Regions from separate parts of the Sus scrofa genome. Here region 2 is linked to region 1. Evidence: chromatin contacts called from public Hi-C data. All regions are on one chromosome and are shown on one strand. Each heading gives the region's core, a stretch centred on a gene start, on an enhancer-like site or on the middle of the called end of the contact. The rest is flanking DNA. Distances are from core to core; before and after follow the strand shown.

Region 1 (5,641 bases), core at 2,605-5,104:
TCTACAGCTTCACAGACCCAGGTGATCTGTATGTACATCTTTTTTTTTTTTTTTAAACTGAAATGAATTTTAGTACAGAAAAGGACAGCATTTTGCAAATTTATCGCTCAAAGGGGTATCTCTTTTTGAGGAAATCAGCGTGTTACATTTTGAGAGATGAAATGTTACAACTTGTACACCAAAATCAAAAAATGAAATGAAAGTAAATGAAATGGTTACCAAGGTAATGCAGGTCAGGGGATCAAAGGTGAAGGGTCACACATTATTAAAAAGAAGTCCCACAGGGCGGCCGCATCATGATCTCTCAGTGTTCTAGCGGTGCATCTCTCTGGGTAAACTTGAACATTTCGGCAGACATTCAAGCAGCTTTTTCGGTAAAAATATTTTTACATGACTACTATTGCTATTCCCATGATCATCTTCCAGAGGCGGCACGGTGTTGAGGGCACAGTAGGTGCAAGCTCCGCAGAATACACTTTGGGAAACGCTCTTCCGGCTTGTTTCCGGCAGCCATTTCCCCTCGGCGCGCCTCATCCTCTTTCTCCTCCTCCTCCTTCTCCTCGCCACCGGGACCCGAGTGCACGCCTCGTGCCGCTGCCGCTGGCCCAGCCACCCCGGCGCCCTATATGTGCATTAGAGTTTGAGAGGCCCTGTCGACGTGACCGGTGAGGAGGAGGTGGGCAGAAGCGTCAGGTGTGTACAGTAAGTGGCATTTGGTGCAGAAGCTGGATCTGTCAGGTGGAAGGGACAGAAGGTTCTTGGGAGTGTGTGGAGAGGTGACTTGAACTAAGAATGGTTCCATGCCCACCTGGGCTGTGATTCAGAAGAGGGCCTCTTCCTATTGCTCCGCTAGGTAAAGGGTTGTCTGTTTACTTTTTGATAGTGTGTATTTTGAAACTTTAAAATTTTTATCAAGTCCAGTTTATCTATTTTCTTTTATTGCTTATCCTTTTGATACCACATCTGAGAATCCAATTGGAAATTCCACTGTCATGAAGGTTTAGCCCCATGTTGCGTTCCTTCCTTCCATCCATCTTTCCTTCCTTCTTTTCTGTTGTTCTGTGACATATGGAAGTTCCTGAGCCAGGGATTGAACTTGCACTGCAGGGAGAGACCCAAGCCATAGCAGTGGCAATCTGGGTCCTTAACCCACTAGGGTACCAGGGAACCTAGTTTTCTTTCTTTTCTTTTCTTTTTTTTTTTGGCCATACTCAGGGCCTATGGAACTTCCCTGGTCAGGGATTGAATCTGAGCCACAGCTGTGGCAACACCAAATTCTTCACCACTGTCCCTGTGCTGCCACAGAGACAATGCCAGATCTTAACTTGTTGTGCCACAGTGGAAACTACCCACCCCCCATGTTTTCTCTTAAGAGCTTAGAGTTTAGCTCTTACATTGAGCTGCTTGATCCATTTGGAGTTAGTTTTTATGTATGGTGTGAGGTAGGTAGTGGTCCAGCTTCACTCTTTTGCACATGAACACTCTTTTGATTTCCTTGTCAAAGGATCTCTCTGACTATTTTGTGAAGAACAGCTAGGGGCAGGAAGGAAGCAGGGAGACTGATTTCCCATGTTAGGTGGTATTCTGTTTCTGAGAAAAGGTGTGCTGCAGTACCAACGAATCAAGGTAGGGGAAATGATTAGAATGCCACAACCGGAGGTTAGCGAACCCGATTAGTGTCCATGAGGACGGGGGTTCGATCCCTGGCCTTGCTTAGTGGGTTAAGGATCCGGTGTTGCCATGAGCAGTGGGTGTAGGTGGCAGATATGCTCAGATCTGGCATTGCTGTGGTTGTGGTGCAGGCTGGTGGCTGCAGCTCTGATTCGGCTCCTAGCCTGGGAACCTCCATATGCCATGGGTGCAGCCCTAAAAAGACAAAAAAAAAAAAAAAAAAAAAAAAAAGCCACAACTGGGATGGTCTCCTGGTGGTCTGGTGGGTTAGGACTCAGCACTTACACTGTTGAGGCCCAGGTTCAGTCCCTGGTATGGGAACTGAGATCCCATATCAAGTCACTGCATGCTGCAGCTAAAAAATTAAAAAAAAAAAAAAAAAGGAAGCCACCACTGGATGGCCATTCCATTGTAGTTGTCATTGATTCAGGCAAGAATCATTACTGGATGTTAATGGGAAAGTTTCTTGAGTAACGGAATATTTATGTGGTCTCAGATAACCTCTCCATGAGAAACTAATTATGAAGAGTAAAGAATGAACTTCACAGTGAAAAAATCTGGCAGACACTGTCTTAATCAATAGTAGCCTCATCATTAATGGACAAGTAGACTTCCCAGGTCTCCTGATACAGCACCTTGGGAAGGACACAATATCACTTTCGGGGTTTCCCACCCGAAATGCACACCCTGATGCCGAACATGACAAAATACCAGACGAACCCTTTTTTTTTGTCTTTTTAAGGCTGCACCCATGGGATATGAAAGTTCCCAGGCTAGGGGTTGAGTTGGAGCTGATGCTTCTGGCTACAGCAACACCAGATCCACCTACACCACAGCTCACAGCGATGCCAGATGCCTAACCCACTGAGCGAGACCAGGGATCGAACCCCAGTCCTCATGGGTACTAGTTGGGTTCATTAAGCACTTAGCCACAATGGGAACTCCAGACAAACCTAATTTGAAGGACATTCTGCACAATAACTGACCCCAGACAGCCCAGGCAGACTGAGGAATGTTCCAGGTGAGAGGAGACTAAAGGGACAGGGTAGTGGAATGCAGTGTGTGTTCTGGGCTTTTCTTTGGATGTTTTTGGGACAGTGGGTGAAATCCAAGTAAGGCCTGTGGATTAGTGACATTATATCAAAGCTGATTTCTCTATTTTGAGATGCTTTCCAACTGTAGTTGGAAAGAGAATATTCCTCTTTAAAGACACTCATGTTAAGTACATAGAGGCTGAAGGCATCGCATCTGTGCGGCAGCTTACTCGCTAATGGCTCTGAGAAGAAGTGTGCAAGAGAAAATGAGAAGGCCGATGTGGGAAGGTGTTGACACTGGAGGTGTCCAGTTTAAGGGCACCTGGGATTTTTTATACTATTCTGAATTTTTTTTTGCTAGTCTGACACTATAAAAATAAAAAGTCTTAAACAAAAAGAATCTTCCCCTTATTTATTTATTTTTTGTCTTTTGTCCTTTTATGCTCGCAGCAGCAGCATATGGAGGTTCCCAGGCTAGGGGTCCAATCGGAGCTGTAGCCGCCAGCCTACACCACAGCTCACAGCAACGCCAGATCCTTAACCCACTGAGCGAGGCCAGGGATCGAACTTGAGTCCTCATGGTTCCTAGTCAGATTTATTTCCGCTGTGCCATGACGGGAACTCCCAAGAATCTTCCCCCTTAAAAAAACATAACATACCCAAGGACCTCTGCACTGTCACCAACAGGGTGTTTGATGTGCTAGTTGGCTTTCTCTCCTGTCATGGCCACCCGGCTGTCCCCGGGATGGCCATCAGAGCACTCTTAAACAGCGCCAAGCTCCTGCCCCTCTCAGCCGCCCTCCCTGCAGGCCTCTGGCAGCCTTTCTTCCTGAGCTGCTGGTACAAACAGGTCCTGTGTGGGGTATGTCCTGGGTTCCCGGTATTTAATCTTCACATTGGCCCTGATCTTATTTCTGTTTTTAGTTGAGGAAACAGGCTCAGAAAGAGGACGTCAAGGCTAAGTTTGAAAGCGGGTGTGTCCTGCTCTGTTCTTGGGCACTTCGCCTCCCCTTCCCCTGCATCTTGTTCTCTCCTTCAGTTGTTTCTCATCTGTCTTCCCAGCCTCAGCTCCTAATTGAGGGAAGGCCCTCATTCTGTTCTGCTCACTGGTGTGTTCCGAGGACCTGGCTCAGTGCCTGCCCTGTGGCAGGAACTCTGTAAATATCTCCCGGATGAAAGGCCATCATGAGGCTCAGCACACATAGTACACGCCCCTGGGGTTGAACCTCGGCTCAGATCCTGCTTCTGCTACTGAGAAGCTGTGTGACCTTGGATAAATTAACCTCCCTGGAATACATTTCTGAATCTATGAAATACAGATTCTCCCTCTGCCTCATAGGGGTTGTGGTGACAGAGCTGACGCACCAGAGTGCTTATTGCAGTACCTGGCATTGTGTAGACACTCCGTCCATATTTACTGAATGAACACATGAATGAAAGTTTCAAGAGGCCTCCATCTCTGGGTGACCCTGGCTCCTCCTGTAGCAGTGTTTATTGGGAGCAATGTGGAGGAACCTACCTGGAGACTTTAACTTCTGTTTCAAACCACGTGGAACTGTTATCTATATATTTATTTGTGTATTTCCAGTGTCTCCCCCTCCAGTGTGTGCTGGGCTGGAGGGGAAGCCTGCCTGCCTTGTTCAGGCTGTACCCCCGGCATGCCCACGGCTGTGGTTGAGAGTAGGCAGGCCTGCGTGCTGGTTGACTCAGCTCCTTTCACTTCCTGAAGTATTTCCTGGGGCTCCCCCTGTGCCAGGTCCTGTACTGGGCACTGAGCACCTGCCTTCCTGCCCTTGATTTCTTCCCCAGGCCCCCAACTTGGCTGTCGGTCAGGGCTCCCTTAGCCTGGTCCTTCCCCATAGAGCTTGCCCTGGACTGCTCTCCTGGTCTTAGGAAGCCCTGTGCCCTCTGGCTCACAGCCCGTTCGGTACTTGACTTTTGAAATATGCTGCTGGGCAGCTCTGAAAGGTCCCATTATCGCAGCTCCTGCAGCAGATAAGTGAGTGCACAGAGGCCAGTCCAACCTCCTTTCCACACCTCATGTCTATTCCTGAATGGGACTGAAGAGGCTAAACTGCTCAAGAGATCTCTGCAGGGCCAGGTCGCTGGACACCTCGAAGCTGGGAGCCCGTAGTCCTATGCTTGCTTGCCAGTAGGTGGCGCTGTCACACATTTTATGGGCAGGGAGGTGAAGGAGAGCAGCGCAATCTCGGTTTTATTCCCTAGTTTGACTTTAAGATGGGGGAAATCTTGGGCAATTGGACTAGTTTTCTGGAAGAAAAAGATTCTGAAAATGAGTTAAAAATTTCGATCAGGTTCTGTATCTGAATTTTGAGTTCTGCTTCTGTAAGGACTTGTCTTAGAGGTCAGAGTTTTTTTTTTTTTTTTTTTTTTGTCTTTTGTCTTTTTTGTTGTTGTTGTTGTTGTTGCTATTTCTTGGGCCGCTCCCTCGGCATATGGAGGTTCCCAGGCTAGGGGTCCAATCGGAGCTGTAGCCGCCAGCCTACGCCAGAGCCACAGCAACACGGGATCCGAGCCGCATCTGCAACCTACACCACAGCTCATGGCAACGCCGGATGGTTAACCCACTGAGCAAGGGCAGGGATAGAACCCGCAACCTCATGGTTCCTAGTCGGATTCGTTAACCACTGCGCCACGACGGGAACTCCTGTTTTTGTTTTTTTTTTGCTTTTTAGGGCCTCACCCATGGCATATGGGAGTTCCCAGGCTCAGGGTTGAATTGGAGGTACAGCTACCGGCCTACACCACAGCCACAGCAACTTGGGAAGATTTTTTTTTTTTTTTTTTTAGTTTTGCCTGGAAATCCTGTGGGAAAGGCAGGTGAGGCTGAGAACCTAATTCTGTCTTTGTACGTGATCAGGAAGGTGGGCTCTAGCTGTGCCCCCTTCTCTGTGTCCCTGGGTGAGAGCACTTTG
Region 2 (5,209 bases), core at 1,462-3,961, 410 kb after region 1:
TATTCCACTGCCCACATCCGCCCACCTCCCTTGCCAGTAAAAGCCAATTTGTAAAAATTACCCAACAGCCAGGCAGACAAGCACAGGGGTTGTGGGCTGGCCGTGGTGCCAACACAGCGTGAAATACCTGTTTCTCAAGGGTCCAGGAAGGGCAGTCTCTGCCGTGGACTGGGCTTCCTTGCCCCCTGGAGGTTTCTAAACAAGCCCCTGGCCCGAGGCCGGGAAAGCAAAGGCCTCTTTTCCCAGATGTGTGTGCGGTCCTCCAGGTCTGCAGGCCTCCTTAACCTTCAGAGAAGGGTGTCTGCAGGCAGGGGTCCCTCCGCTTAGCGAGAGAAGGGCAGTGAGGGGCGTGGGATCTCCAGTCTGTGCACGGACAGGCGCCAGCTCACCCACCCTCACAAGCAGCCTGGAGGGATGACAAGACCGGGCCAGGGGCTGCGCAAGGACCCGAGGAGAACTCGGACGTGAGCTGCTGCGTCAGGCCGCACCCACACCCTCCTCATTGGCCCCGCTCAGCTCCCAGGCACCTTCCTGTCCGGTGGGAAACGCTGAATCCTTTCCAGACGAGGCTCAGAGAAGGAAATGAACTTGCCCAGAGCTGCACAGCTTTCAGACCGATAGACCCAAACCCAAACCTCCCGGGCAGTCTGACACTGTAAGACCGGACCCTAAATCTCCAGCACGTAATTTAACGGTAGCCCAAGCCTGGTGGGGTGCCGGGCGTGGGTGTCGAGCGCCGCCTGGCCCTTCCTCAGGCGGCCCCGCACGTTGGTGTTCACAGCCCCGTCCCCAGGCTATGGGCTCTCGGCCCCGCTCTGTTCTCTTAAAGCTTGGTGGGAGTTCCCGAGGGCTTGGCTGTGGGGGCTCAGGTCTGTCGGTATCTGTAGTATTTGTGAGTAAAACTGATAAAACGTAAGACTCTTTTATCCATTAAGTTCCAAGTGAGCACAGGGATAAGCCCATTGTATAGGAACACATTTGACCTATTTTGGAAAAAAATAATCCTATTTTTCAAAAGAGAAAAGTAGCGTGAAGATTCACCTTGTCCATGTTTGCAAACCTGTTTAATGTCTGGCTTAACAGAAACAGCGGGGTTCTCGCATCTGCGTCTGCTTTCAATCTGGTGCCTAGGAAAAGAAGCCTGGCCACACGTGAGTATGTATTTGGAAATTAAGAGGTGGGTTATTGGTTGTGGGTGTCATTCTTTAATAGTACACCAAAACTCGCCAAGAGGTCGTTCCTTCAAGGTAAGTTGCGGTAATGAACTATCTCGTCCCTGTTCTGTTCAGTTCCATGGGTCTACCCTGAACTTTGAATGGATTTTTTGCCCACGCGTGATTTTGTAACATTCCAAAATGTCGTGAAGAGGCCCTGGAAGTAGCTCAGGGTCCAAGGAGCACAGGTTATAACTGCTGAATTGGGTGAAAAGCTGCAGAATGGGGTTTACATCTGCTTTCTTGACTCTGTGCTTCCTGAGGAAAGGGAGTGGGGGGAGAGGGAGGGAGGGGGCGGGGGGGGTCGTGACTGGACTCCAGGCGAGCTCCCAGACCAGCCTCAGGCCTCAGAGGCCCTTCCGCCTCGGTGGGAGCGGAGCCGCTGGGCCCCAGACAAGCTCCCGTGTCTGCAGACTTCCCCACCCTGCAGCAGCAGCCCAGGCCTCCGGGTCACTTTTCCGTAACATTCGTGCCTTTGAGGTGGGCTCTCGAGGGGGTCCCCAACTGTGCAGACATGTGCTATCTTTGCCTTGAGTCTAGACGTCACCGCTCCTGTGGTCTGATGATCACCCCTCTGCCCAGCATGGTCTCGACAGGAAAGCAGCCTCCCCCAGAGCTCACGGAGGAAGGTATCGGGGTGTTTCTGGAGCGAGGGCGGGGTTCCGGGCACTGACAAGGACGGGGAAGCGTCCAGGGACGGACAGGGTGGGAGCCAGTGCCCCCTGGCTGGGAGGGGCGGGGGAAAGGGCCGGGCGAGCATCAGCCAGGCAGGAGGGGCAGGACGGAAGCACCCCAGCCTCCCCCTCTCTGCTCCTGCCCTCCAGTCCGCTTCCAGCGTCTCCCACGGGCTGAGCCCAGCAGGAAGCACGGGAGCCTCGTCCCTGCAGGTGGCCTCCCGAGGCACATGGCCGGGCGGCGGGAAGGAGGGATCTGGCCGGGGAAGTGAGAGTGGCCTGCTCGGCTTCAGGCTTCTGAATACCGCTGTCAAAGCAGAGCAGGCACCCACCAGAGCCGTCGAAAGAGCTCGAGGGGGCAAGCCTCCGGTCCCAGCCCTGTCTCAGCCCCACGAGACGCCCAGCGGGCATGCGGCAGTGGGCTCCTGCAGGCCCTCTGTGGACCGCCGTCCTTCCCACCCGGCCTGTCCCGGCGCCCCCGCGGAGCCCTCACGGACACCCAGTCGTGCTCTGTTGGCCTCTCCGTGACTCACCGTGACTATGCACCAGGCGTGGTGTCAGGTAAGCTCCCATCTGAGCCCAGGCCCCAGACTGCTGCCCACAGGGGAGAGCAGCGAGGCGGTAGATGGCAGTGCCTTGAGGAGCGAAGCCGCGCTGTCAGCGGCTGCTTGCCTGGTCCAGCCTGGTGAGGCCAGAGGACACTGGGCCGAGGCCACAGAGCCCCAGGGCCAAAGTCCAGCCTTGGGCAGCCCTGGGCCACTGACCTTGCCCACCTGCCCGTGCCTCTGTCTCCTGCCTGTGAGACTGAGAGCCCTTCTGGGTGAGGCTTAGACTTCCCCCAGCTCTAACCACGCCCCAGCCCCGCAGGGGGTGTGGACACTGGGCCTTTGTCTTCTCTTGGACGAGCCACCAGAACCACATCCGTGCTCTAAGATTTTGTGGACAACCCACTCCTTCCCCTTGGCCCCGTGCACTTGTTGGGCTCAGCAGATGTACCATTCTGACGTCGCACTTAGAAGACTTCCTCCATCTGGATTTCTGCAGCCCACAGGGAATCATTTGCCAAATGCACGTTTGACAAAGCATGGGCCCGCTTCGCTGGGTCTTGTGGCGCTGATAAAACCCACCTTTCCCCTGACGACTTGCGTCCTGCCCACGCCTGCCTTCTGGTCGGGACGAGAGGCAGAACCACGCTGGGTGGAGGAGGCCCTGGGCTTCTGCGCCCACGTGGGCTGTGCTGATGCCAGGCGGGATGGCAGAGGACGCACAAGGCCAGGCTCCTCTGAAACTGTGGCCGTGAATAGTAACATGTGGTATTAATAGAACACACAACAGGGGTCAGTGGTACAACGGGAAACCATTCATTTCCAACGTCAGGCCCACGAGTGCGACGGGAGGAACGTTTGCAAGCTGCTGCTCACGCTTTGAGACCTCGCTGCTGCTCGCTCTTCAGGAGCCTCGGGACGGCTGACGGGGGCGGGAGGGGTGCGGGGGGGGCAGTGAAGTCAGGAGGGTTTAGAGGGACCAGAGGAGTGGCAGCTGTCCCTGCTTCCGCAAAACTGCTTCACGCAAGGGATTAGCATGCTGCCTTCCCCTGAATGCGGCTTTTAAAGATACCGCGTAGTTTTCTAAAATCACGGCAACATATACCTGATTTAAACCTCACTGATTTAACCGCACAGTTCTGCGGCATTAAGTCACATTGCGGTTAGACCTAGACCTTCTCTGGAACTTTTTCATCTTCCCAGGGGACCCTCTGTCCCCACTAAACACAGTCTCTTCCCCCAGTTCCTGACACCCCCACCCCCCGTTTTACTTTCTGTCTTTACAAATTTGAGTCCTCGCTCCACGTAGCTTAACGTCTTCAGAGTTTATCCAGGTTGGGCCCGTGTCGGTGCTTCATTCCTTGCGAAGCTGAGTAATACCCGCTGCGCGGATGTGTGGACGGACCATACGGTGCGTCTCCGGTCAGCCACGGACGGCACTTGACTTGCCTCCCCCTCTTGGCTGTCGTGAAGAGTGCCCCCTGGGCATCTTTGCTGTAAACACCTTGTCGTAGGTTGGATAATTGGCAGCCTGCGATGTTGTCTGGCCCAGCTGTCCTCAGTCGACAAGGAGGGATCAGAGGATATGATGGAAAACTCACGGACTTTGAAGCCAAAACAGACCTGGTTTCAAATGCTTGCCTGGCCGGCTGCAACATCAGGCAAGTGTAATCCTCCCCGGCCTCCATTTGTCCATCTGTGAAATGGGAATCGTGGTCACTGCTGATTGCTGTGCCAGCATCCGCACTAGCTTCCTGGTCCCTGCAAGAGCAGTAATTTTTTTCGACTTTCTACCCTCTCCCCAGGTGACTGGCAGGTGCTGGGGCTCTCACATCTCAGGGATGAGGCCTAATTAGGGGACCCTACCCCTGGCCCATGATTTGGGACCAAGGCTTCAGCCGGTCAGCTCTTGGCAGTTCCCTGGCAGCTGTTGCTGCGGTGGGGGTGGGCGCCTACCAGTGTGGTGTCCCATCAGATAGAGGAAGGGCTGATTGCCGTGCAAGTGGGGCTCCCTCGCCTAGGAGCCAACAGGAAAGCAGGTTTCCCAGGTGCCACCTGCAGCCATCCTGCCGCCCCCGGGAGCTGGCCTGCGGACAGAGCCCAGGCTGGTGGGAGTGGGGGAGGCAGAGAGGCAGAGCTGGGCCCTTCCATCCCTCCCTGTGCACACACAGGCATGCTCGTAGGGGCACACACACACACAGTCCCCTCAGTACATCTGTGGACTTAGACTGTCCGTAGACAAACAAAATACATCCCGCTAAAGAACAGTGGTCTTTCCTGAAGGTCAACCGGTGATGAGGAAAGCGCCCGAGGGGGCTGCGTTTACTGTCCCAAGGTCAGCCAGAAGGGCATATGAGTACGAGACCAGCACCCCTGCCCGAACACAGCCGTGCCTCTGTGAGTCTGTGCTCACATGCGGGGGTGCCCTTGCTCCCACGGCTGACACACACAGTCAGGTTTAGAAGTTCCATCGCAAAATCAAAGCCGGCCTTGTTGATGCGTAGCTCTGAAACACCTGCCCTGCTGGCCAGTCACCGGAGTATTACTTCAACCTGACGCAAGATGAGGCCGAGCGCAGGGGCTGAACAGAGAAGCCGCGGGGGCTGGATCCAGGTGTAGCCGGTGCACGGCCGCTGTCGACTCACCTACTTGCAGGAAAAGCAAGAGCTGTCTTGGGGCAGCTGGAGAGCTCTGAGTACGGTCCATGGAGCAGCCCAGGGCGGCGGGGCGATTGTGCTTCCCTGATTTTGATCCTTGTGCTGTGGTTCCAAAGGGA

The links. Hi-C and Micro-C count contacts between places; a contact is called where the count stands out from the background.
Region 2: a Hi-C map of heart right ventricle shows a contact between it and region 1, with 2.6 times the contacts expected there. The contact joins two enhancer-like sites. A contact is called at or near these places in 2 of 47 Hi-C or Micro-C datasets (embryonic fibroblasts and heart right ventricle).

Annotation. Positions count from the first base shown.
Region 1 is chr6:2,034,672-2,040,312 of Sscrofa11.1, forward strand. It overlaps the pseudogene LOC100511081. Among named protein-coding and RNA genes, the nearest start is that of C6H16orf95, 41 kb to the left of the region's middle. Within about 2 kb of position 3,855, at least 13 of the 83 cell types and tissues checked have an H3K27ac peak or open chromatin away from gene starts, as enhancers often do.
Region 2 is chr6:2,445,435-2,450,643 of Sscrofa11.1, forward strand. It overlaps LOC106510452 (a long non-coding RNA gene), which reads left to right. Exons shown (of 7, transcript XR_002344453.1): 2 at 1-5,209. Among named protein-coding and RNA genes, the nearest start is that of FOXL1, 97 kb to the right of the region's middle. Within about 2 kb of position 2,712, at least 3 of the 83 cell types and tissues checked have an H3K27ac peak or open chromatin away from gene starts, as enhancers often do.